Linked DNA regions of Mus musculus: region 2 is linked to region 1. A link is a contact called in public Hi-C data. All regions are on one chromosome and are shown on one strand. The core of a region is the stretch at or near the end of the contact, and the rest is flanking DNA. Distances in the headings are between cores, read along the strand shown.

Evidence for each region. Hi-C and Micro-C count contacts between places; a contact is called where the count stands out from the background.
Region 2: a Hi-C map of the G1E-ER4 cell line shows a contact between it and region 1, with 3 times the contacts expected there. A contact is called at or near these places in 4 of 39 promoter capture datasets (the 3T3-L1 cell line, the C10 cell line, hippocampal neurons and 1 more), 77 of 484 Hi-C or Micro-C datasets (the 3T3-L1 cell line, the AML12 cell line, the AtT-20 cell line and 50 more), 3 of 130 datasets of targeted methods (CD8 T cells, the NIH/3T3 cell line and embryonic basal ganglia) and 1 of 9 other capture datasets (embryonic stem cells).

What each region holds. Positions count from the first base shown.
Region 1 is chr19:16,801,235-16,806,339 of GRCm38.p6, reverse strand. No RefSeq gene overlaps it. Among named protein-coding and RNA genes, the nearest start is that of Vps13a, 23 kb to the right of the region's middle.
Region 2 is chr19:17,009,630-17,015,429 of GRCm38.p6, reverse strand. All of the region lies in intron 4 of Prune2 (prune homolog 2), which reads right to left. Among named protein-coding and RNA genes, the nearest start is that of Prune2, 56 kb to the right of the region's middle.

The DNA of each region.
Region 1 (5,105 bases), core at 305-2,804:
TATTAAGGCTTTGACTTTAAAGCACAAAGTGCAGAAATAATTGTGCAATAGACCAAATCCACTCTAATACATTGTACTAGACATGGCATCCTTTTCTCCTTAAAAACACTTAGTCATTTGGAGCTGTGACGAATGTTGGACCATCTAGTGATTGCCATATGCAGGGATCCATCCCATAATCAGCTTCCAAATGCTGACACCATTGCATACACTAGCAAGATTTCGCTGAAAGGACCCAGATATAGCTCTCTCTTGTGAGACTATGCTGGGGCCTAGCAAACACAGAAGTGGATGATCACAGTCAGCTATTGGATGGGTCACACGGCCCCTAATGGAGGAGCTAGAGAAATTACCCAAGGAGCTAAAGGAAACTGCAACCCTATAGGTGGAACAACAATATGAACTAACCAGTACCCGGGAGCTCTTGTCTTTAGCTGCATATGTATCAAAAGATGGCCTAGTCGGCCATCACTGCAAAGAGAGGCCCATTGGACTTGCAAACTTTATATGCCCCAGTACAGGGGAACGCCAGGGCCAAAAAGGGGGAGTGGGTGGGTAGGGGATTGGGGGGGTGGGTATGGGGGACCTTTGGGATAGCATTGAAAATGTAAACGAGGAAAATACCTAATTAAAAAAAAAACACTTAGTCCATAATCATTCATGACATAACAAAGACTCTCAAAAAACCTTTTATGTTTATAATCTTCAAGTTTTGCTTAACAGTATCCAGGAGTTTTCACTAATAACTTTTACTCAAATCCATTCCATTCTTTTCTTCTTCAGCAGTCAGCAGAGCCTGGTAGTACAGGTCTATGAACCTGCTATTTAGAAGGCTGAGGCAGGAGAATCATAAATTTAAGGCCTACACTAGCTCATGAGATTCTGTCTTAAAATAAAAACAGAAATGGGGTACAGGTTGGGGTCAGCAGAAGTGCCTCAAAAGCGGTAAATACATTTGTTTAGCAAGTGTAAGGGTGCTTTGGGTACACTCCTAGTTACAAAGAGGTGGGAGGAGGGGGAGGAGGGGAAGGAGGGGGAGGAGGGGAAGGGAAGAGGAGGAGCCTCAGTAGCAATGAATCTTAAGTGGGGTAGACTTAAGTGAGTGTGGGAGTCATCCAGAAAAGAAAGTAAATATTTCACGTCCATTTCTTCGTGTCTTAATAAGCTATATCTTTACCTAAAGGGGCAATAAATATCTATAGTTTTTATTAAGGAACAGCCTTCAGAATTAAGAGTAAAATAAAGAATCCTTGTTTGGCACACTGAATTATCATGGAATAAATTAAAATCTTTGCTTTTTTTTTGTTTCACACAGTCAGCCCTTCCTGCCAATCTTTTCTAAAGGAGAAACCAGTGCAAGAAGTGACTTGGCTACAGGAGGTGGCTTCTTCTGGTGTCACTTTCTAGAGAACCCCTTCTCTCCAGCCCCACCAGCCCCGCCCCGCCCCGCCCCGCCCCGTCCCGCCCCACCAGCCCCGCCCCGCCCCACCAGCCCCGCCCCGCCCCGCCAGTCCCCACCCAGCACAGCAGCTGCAGATTTCCCCTCATTCTCTGGGGCCTCCAGCCCTTCCTCCTGCCTCTCCCTGGGGCCTCCAGCCCTTCCTCCTGCCTCTCCCTGGGGCCCCCAGCCCTTCCTCCTGCCTCTCCCTGGGGCCTCCAGCCCTTCCTCCTGCCTCTCCCTGCCCTGATCCTGATGTCCCCATTGTTCTCCCCATCCCCTCTCCCACCTAGTTCCCTTCCTTCCTCTGCCTCCTATGACTATTTTATTCCCCCTTCTAAGCGAGACTCAAGCATCCTCACTTGGGCCTTCCTCCTTTAGGTCCATGGGGGAGTATCATGGGTATACTGTACTTTATGGCTAATATCCACTTATCAGTGAATACACACAGTACATGCTCTTCTGAGTCTGGGTTACCTCACTCAGGATGACATTTTCTAGTTCCATTCATTTGCCTGCAAAATTCATGATGAATAGCTGCATAGTATTCCATTGTGTAAATGTGCTACATTTTCTTTATCCATTGTTCAGTTGAGGGATATCTAGGTTCTTTCCAGTTTCTGGCTATTACGAATAAAGCTGCTATGAACATAGAGGGGCAGATTGTCCTCAGGTTATGGTGGACTATGTTTTGGGTATATGCCCAGGAGTGGTATAGTTGGGTATTTAGGTAGAACTATTTCCAATTTTCTAAGAAACCTCCTGTAGCCAGGCAGGATCCCCAGTGGAGGGACAAGGATGCCAACCCACTCACAAAACTTTAAACCCAAAATTTGTCTGTTCTAAAAGCAATACAAGGACAAAGATGGAGCAGAGACTGAAGGAGTAGCCAACTTGAGACCCATCCCGTGGGCAAGCACCAATCCCTGGCACTATTAACGATACTCTGTCTGTTGTGCTTGCAGACAGGAATCTAGCACAACTATCTTCTGAAAGGCTCTACCCAGCATCTGACTGAAACAGATGCAAATACCCGCAGCCAAGCTTTGGATGAAGGTCAGGGACTCTTATGGAAGCTGGGGGAAGGATTGAAGATGGTGAAGGGAACAGGGACTCCACAGGAAAACCAACAGACTCAACTAACCTGGACCCTTGGCAGCTCTCAGAGACTGAGCCACTAGCCAAAGAGCTTATATGGGCTGGAGTGAGGCCCCAGCACATAGGGCTGCCTTGTCTGGCCACAGTGGGAGAGAATTCACCTAACCCTGCAGAGACTTGATGCGCTGGGGTGGAGGGATGGCATTTAGAGAGATGATACCCAGGGGGAAGGCCTACCCTCTCAGAGGAGAAGGGGAGGGAAGGGGGAAGAGACTCTCTGAGGGGGTGAAGCAACATTTGAGATATTAATTAATTAATTATAAAAGACTAAATGAAGTAACATGGGAAGTCAGTATAAGTCTCTTTCAATTCTTAAGTCTTTTCACCGTTATAAATACTTTATTGACCTATCATTATATATATTTGTAGGGTCAGTGTGATAATTTGATACATGTATGCAAAAGGTCCAATATGCTAATCATCACTTGATCTCCTTAAGCATGTATTACTACTGGTTGAGATGTCTCTTCGATCCTAGGTTTTTTTCTTTTGTTTTGTTTTTGTCTGTTTATTTTGTTTTGTTTTTTTACAGAACATATGGTAATAGCGCTTGAGAAGCTGGGACAGAAGAATCACAAGTTTGAGGGCTATTTAAGATAAATAACGAGACCTTGCCTCAAAAAAAAAAAAAAAAAAAAAGTTTAAGTTGTGAAAAAATAGTCACTCACATATTCTGCAAGATATGAGAAGACTAGTTCTTCCTATGAAGCTTCTTTTTTGGTACTATTGCCTAAGCGCCTTCAGAGCACCTCTGATCTCTCCCCTCCTTCACTGTTTTTGTTTACAGAGATTAAAGAAAATTTATATTTCTAAAGGTGTAAACTGGCTACTTCTTCTGGCTAATACTTGCTGCCACCTACTGGCCAAAGCACAGAACTGCAATGAATAAATGACCAAGAGCGGGAATGGTGAATTCTATAGTAGCATTTGTGTGTAGCAGAGAGAAGGTATTAAACAGAACCGTGCCTTAAAAAAAAAAAAAAAGTCTATCCCACATTAAGAGAAGGAAAATATGTATCTGATTTGCATCTGCCCAGAGGATAAATACCTTGCCTGCTCAACTATTCCTTTATTCCAAGTTCCTCCTCATAGCTACAAAATTGTAAAGTTGTAGAGATCATTTCTTAACTACAATGATAATATTTCCTAAGATGTTATCTTAAGGAATACTGGTTCTTCTTGACAAGAAATTGAAAATTGGTGAGAATTACAGAGCTTAAATGTAGTATTTTTATTAACATGAAAAAATGCAAGTGTTAGTTTTAAACTAAAGAGTTCACGTAAAAATCCAGATTGTCATTTTCTGTCAGAAAACTGGATCAATGGACCCCTGTGGGCTCTGTTTCTACATGGCAATGGCAGGACATGGCTGAGCTTCTCAGAAGAGACAGGAGCTTTTCTGCCCATCACAGTCCTTACCACTTCCTGTTACCACCATAGCAGAAGCCCAACCGTCAGTAACCAGTCATTAATGTTCTCCATTATAATACTTTCCTATGGAGACTTTTCTTTTAACCTGTGTAGAGCAGAGCTGTCTAGCTGTCCTCTCATGAATACTTCTACTTTTTGTCAGGAACTGACATCAACTGTCATCAGGAATGACACAGATCGCACTAAAGACCCCATTTCTCTCTTTTCACACATTAGTAAGCAAATACATGGGAAAATTTGTTGTCAAACTTCTGAGACTCATTAAAGATGATTGACTCAACTCTACAGAATCACTCTCACAAACCCCCAACACACACACACACACACACACACACACACCCTTCCATTCATACCAACACACACACATATCCACACACATACACACACACTCTTCCATTCTCACATATACCCTTCCATTCACACACACACATACACATACACACACACACACCCTTCCATTCTTTCCTTGCCCTCTGTCTTCCTGTTCAAAGAAAGACATGAATGATGACAGGGGTGTGGGGCACTCTCCTGGATCCTAAGATTAGGGGAGGATGAAGGTTCAGGGCTCAATTTTAGGAAGATAGATGTAAAACACAAAGACACACACACACATATACACACACATACATACACACACATACACACACATACATACACACACATACACACACATACACACACATACATACACACACATATACACACATACACACACATACACACACATACATACACACACATACACACACATACATACACACACATACACACACACATACACACACACATACACACACACATACATACACACACACACATACATACACACACATACACACATACACACACATACATATACACACACTTACATACATACACACATATACACACATACACACATACACACACATACACACATACACACACATACACACATACACACACACATACACACATACATACACACACATACACACACATACATACACACAGATACACACACATACATACACACACATACACACACATACATACACACACATACACACACACACATACACACACACATACACACACA
Region 2 (5,800 bases), core at 2,795-5,294, 210 kb before region 1:
GAGGAAAAAGAAGAAAAGCAGAGCAGAAGCACATGGCCTGGAGAAACCGGAAGTTCTAAGGGATCTCGTAGATGGGGAAGATGGTAATGTAGCGGGAGATCTGCCCAATCTAGGCGCACAGCATGTAATCATATTAACTGTGTTGTATTCTCATTGCCGGGCCATATGTGAATAGCATCTTACCATGAAGAAGGTGAGACAGATTTAGTAAAAATCACCAGGCAAAAGTGGAAGGTGACCAAAGAGATTACGAGTAATTTTCAACATAAAAATATAAAACATAAAAAATGATTATCTTTTCTATTTGTATTTAAGACCAACACAAATGCAAATTTTACAAAACAAAACAAAAAAAAAACAAAAAACAAAAAAACCAAAAAAAAAATCATTTATCTAGCTTCTGGATGGCCTGTTGAAGAAGAACAGAGTTCTATGCACAACAACACAAAACCTGCGAACTTATCAGAGGCCCCCAGTCGCAGCTTAGAAGCTAGGACTGTGCATGGACAGCGCAGAGGCCCAGCTTCCCAGCCTTCCTGTCTAAGCAGCTGCTAATTCAGAAGTTGTAGCCACTGGGCAGAGAAGCCCTTAGACCTAACAGTGGTCTCAGAAGGCCTTAGAGAAAGCATTCAGGGAGAAGGTCTCTTAGTCATCTGGGTTTGATCTTATAAATAAACTTTATGGTGACACAGCCATCCCTGTTAATTTCTACATTGTTCATAGGCTTTTTAAAAAAATATATGAGGTCAGACTTAAGTGCCTCAACAAAGCCTGAAAGATCTGCTTGCTGGCTATCTTTGGGGAACAGTTGCCAGCTGCTGTCAAGGAGAAGGGTAAGACCAAAACGGAACGTTCTCCACTTATTGAAAACCCTGCTCTGAGTCAGTTTGAACAGATGTGGTCTCTGCGGCTCTCTATCAGCTGCTCTGAGATGGGACAGGAAGTCCACTCTCTCCACCTTGATCCTGTAACTAATGTTCAGCCATCACTCAATGGCTACTCCGTAGAAGGAACTAAAACGGAGTGATTGTAAACTGTGGAAGGAAAACTCATGAGAAGACGAATGGAGAGAGCCAAAGGGAATGAGACGAAACTGGCCAGAGAGTTACAATCTTAGAACCAATCAAGTGAAATTTTAAAATTCTCAATTTAAAGGCTGGCCTTAAGAACCTCATATCGTTTTCCACAATAGATCAGATGTGGTGGGGAACTGGAAACTAAGTCAGAAGAAAGAATGTATGCTGAAGCGTGGAGAGGAAAATGTAGGGATCTAAGAAGAAGAGGGTTTTTAATATGCGCATGAACAGTTCCTGCTAGGGAAGGGAGAGAAAGAATTCTAACATTTAAGAAAAACTATGAACCAAAACCATAGTTAAGATAAAGATATATTGTAGGCAGTGAGACTGCTAAAAATTACATTTAAAAAAAAAAAGATTAAATCGGTGAGAAAGAAAGCATACACTAACCAAAACAACTGCAGAGAAGCAGAGGGAAGAGAGGAGGAAGGGGAGGGGGAGGAAGAAGGTGGGGGAGGAATTAAAGCTGTGTTTCCTCTCACAAGAAGTGTTTTCAGAAGCCTGGAAGAATCTAGAAATGGCTTGAGAATAGTAAGTAAATGAAGCAATTTGCCACATCTAAGAACAGCAATAAAAAACTGTATTCATATAAGCAATCACAAAAAAAGCCAAATTTTAAGTTTAATGGTATTGAAGTACAAAATACCATTATGTACTTGACTTGATCAAAGTAAGAATCAACTCTTCTTTGACTTGAGTATTTCTTTATTAACTCTTTCTTTTAATTTTGGTAAAGTGCATAAAGCTGTTGTCAAATAATAAAGCTGATTATATTGATAAAATTTGAGCATGTGCCTCAATAACAATAAGTAGTCTACGTGGCGTTCATTTTTAAATGACTGTAAGAGCAATCGTTACAAATGATGGATAAGCATCAGAACAAACAGTGATGATAAATATGTAATAATATGTTTCCAAGAAAGTATTTAAAAAGTTAAAATGCATTTTTCTTCAAGTTCTATAAAGGTGAGGCAGCGTGTTTACATATCTGCCTGCCTCCCTGGTATCAGGCTTAGCAGCAGCTAGCTGAATTCTCAGATCGCATCTGTTAAGGGCTGACCCTGGCTGATGCAGTCTGGCTTAACAGCAGTGAGCACATGCCCTGCTATCAAGGACTGGAGACCCCATTCAAGTAGGTGTTCTTCTCCACCTCCTGAGTTGTCTTTGATAAAGGCTATGGCCCAGCTTCATGCCAGAACACCCCTGGAAATTTTGCACTTCACATTAGCAACATATTTATTTTATAGGACTTATTAGTTAAAGCCTTGTAAATAAATAAAAACATCACCCACTCGAATGAACCAGACCCAGAGTCTAAACAACTCCATGAGCTTTGATGCAGTAGAAAAGCATCACAGGAGGAGTCTGCAGCTAACTTGTTTGTTGTTTGTTTGTTTGTTTTTTGAGACAGGGTTTCTCTGTGTAGCCCTGGCTGTCCTGGAACTCACTTTGTAGACCAGGCTGGCCTCGAACTCAGAAATCCACCTGTCTCTGCCTCCTAAGTGCTAGAATTAAAGGCGTGCGCCACCACCACCCCGCTTGCAGCTAACTTTTATTCTAGCTCTAAATCTGACTTGGGTTTTTGTTTGGTTTGGTTTGGTTTGGTTTGGTTTGGTTTGGTTTGGTTTGGTTTGGTTTGGTTTGGTGTTGGATAAGTACATGAAATATATTTGATACTGAAAGTAAAAATTTTGATGTGAAGTTCCACTATCTCTGTTCTGAAATCTCAGAAACATTTATTAATTATATAGCTTGTTAAATATCGGTACCAAGGTATACGGTAGCCAAGAACACCTGCCTGCACATTAGAACCTGGTTCTTAACGAGTGTTGATTTAACTTCTAGCAAAGTGTGAGGACAGAAACAATCCATAAACCCGTACCTAACGGTCTCCCAGCTATTCCCAGGCTGATAAGAGGGACAGAGAATTAAGAGCAAGCTACAAAGAAAACAATTATAATAAAAATATAACAAATGCTTCATTTCTATAGAAAAAAAATCAACCATAATATCTTTTGTTCAAAAGAATGGAGATGTAAACAGACTCTAGCAATTGCAGCCTGCTAACCTTGCCCATACCCCACTGCATCAGAAACTGGGAGACAGTCAGCGCAGGAGATTGTTGTTGTCTACACGATGAATTCCTAACAGAAAAAAAGTCCTCTTTCTGTTTACCTGGGATTGATTTTTTTCACAAACAAACAAACAAACAAAAACATTAAAGAATGGATGACAGAGGTAGGCAGAGAAGGAAAAGAGAAAGGAGAAAAAAGACTTACAATGAAATGCCCATTTTAGCTTAAAAGATACAGAAATAAGCACATTACTTGTTTACAATCCTTACAGATTTAGAGTGTCTGAGATTAAGAGAAAGGATACCTTTGTGTGACTGAAAAAATCAAACCAAGATTGAATAGATACTTTGATTTTCTAGGAGAAACTATAATTTCTATTCCCTACCTCTAGTCTCTTCCTAAGCAAAGTAGACAGCGTAATTCCCTCGGATGTTATCATCATTTGGAAATGGGATGAGTCACCCTTGGAACAAGAAAGAAAAAAAAAAAAAAACACCACCTTGGCTCTTTTCCTCTCCCATTTGACCTCCTTATAAGGACCTTTTTGAAGCTGCTAATCCAGTCTACCAAAATAGCAAACAACTAGTCTTTATTAAAGGTCAGCTGAGATTGCTTGATTGCTTGGAGAATGGAGAGCTTGCTTCTGAGGACTTGGGCGTGGTTCCCACTTCATCCTAGAGCTAAGAACAAGAGCTGCTGTTTGCTTTAGTCTTCAGCTTGCGGCTGCTGTCAAGACCTTATACAAACAAACTTGAAGGGCCATTTGGGCAAATCGTGGACTTGACAGAAGCACGTTTGGAAATCAGTGGCTGAGATCTCACTGCCAGATGGCTCCTGGAAACACACACACACACCACACCCACTCCCCTCTCAATATGATGATTCAGCAATTTAATGGCTCTTAGAGTTGGCAGCTGTCCCCTAGAATACATCTCTGAGGAAATAAACCCACAAAGGTGGAACAGTCTGCCAGGCTCTGTACTTGGCACAAAGCCAGAGCATGACTAAACATAAACCTGAGGCTGCAAAATGTGACAATGAGATATGGTCACACTGGGCATGTTGGAAAGTAATAATAAAGAAAAGAATCTTCCAGAAGGGAGGGGGAAGCAAAGCAAGAAAGGGGGATGAAAGGGGAAAAGAAAGAAAGAAGGAAAAAGAGAGAGAGAAAGGGGAAGGAAGGAAGGAGGAGAGGGAGGGAGGGAGGGAGGGAGGGAGGGAGGGAGGGAGGGAGGGAGGGAGGGAGGGAGGGAGGAAAGACCACACAATAAAGACAAAGACAGGTAGGACAGGAAAAGCCAGAAGATAGATATCAGGGTCCAAGTACCAAGGTCAGTGATCTTACCAGCCATGACAGCTGGGTCTTCCTGAACATGTAATTTCTTACACAAATAATTGAAAAGTGACACTTTATAAATATATGCCTTTCTGGATGAAGTAGACGGCATCAATTTGTGCCTTGAAATTACTAACTTTTAAATTAAAACAATATACAGTGGCTCTGAGAACGCTCCTGTTTAAGGACCGACCTGCATGGCATTTTCTTCTCTTCCTGTAACCACAGAGGGTTCAGGCAGGGAGAAAAGCAGGTTCCTATTGCAGCACACCTCAGAAGGGAAATGAAAACTCTCCACAGAGCTGAAGACCAAGTACCCGAGAAAGAAGCTTATACAAAGATGGACAGGGAGGAAGCCTGTGAACAAAGAAACTAAGTGCTGGCACTCTGAAGACAGGCAGAGGTACAGCGCTGAGATCTGCATGGCTGGAGGAAAGAAAGCCAGCAGCCTTGGTTGGTGTCTCTCTCTCTGCAGAACTCAGGCTGATGCTTCAAAGGCACAGCAGCTTCTTTTCCTTCTGTGGCTCACCAGTAGCACCTTTATTAAATGAAACTCCACCTTGAATGTGGGCTCCTCTGGGAAACACAGCTTCATCAGCGTGAAAGACCTGACTCAGGAGATCTGTGCTGCTGTACAAAGAAACTGCAAAAAAAGCCATGGGAAACAAGGATGCTGGCAACAGGGACCACCAAACTGACAGACTTATTCCAAGGATGAACTAACGTGTCTACTGTAGTGTTGTCCAAATTTGCTCAGTTAGTAAACAGTGGTAGCTATTTTAAAAGAAGAGAAATTAAATTCAAATTGTCTCAAGATGGCTAATTATTCCACCAACCTTGAAACACTGTTGCTTCGCTGAGTTACTTGTTAGCAAATACCACTAATTGTCCTCAGGGCCAAAAGGACACAGTGTCAAGATAAACTATCAGAGAAACACAAGGAGATCTTGCAACCAATGGCGGCATCATAGGTATGCAAACGACCACTTAGCAACACCGTAGCAATCAGGTTCTTCTTCAATATTTGAAGGAAATTGCATAGCATATTGCAAACAGTTTGATAGATAATTATAGTAGTAAGTTTTAGGACCAAGACAATCAAATGACTGAACCTGAATGTTTGTTTTTGTGTTGAGAAAAAGGCATAAGCAGAGATAGATGAGTTGAAACAGAGGTAGATACTGGTGGAAGAAAAGGAAAGGCAACCTTTATTTAGAATTAGTTTGTTCCTTTTTAGAAACAAAGGAACTGAGACAGACAAGCAATCTCTGTACAGGCAGTGTACATTTGATTCACCTTAGGATCTAGACATA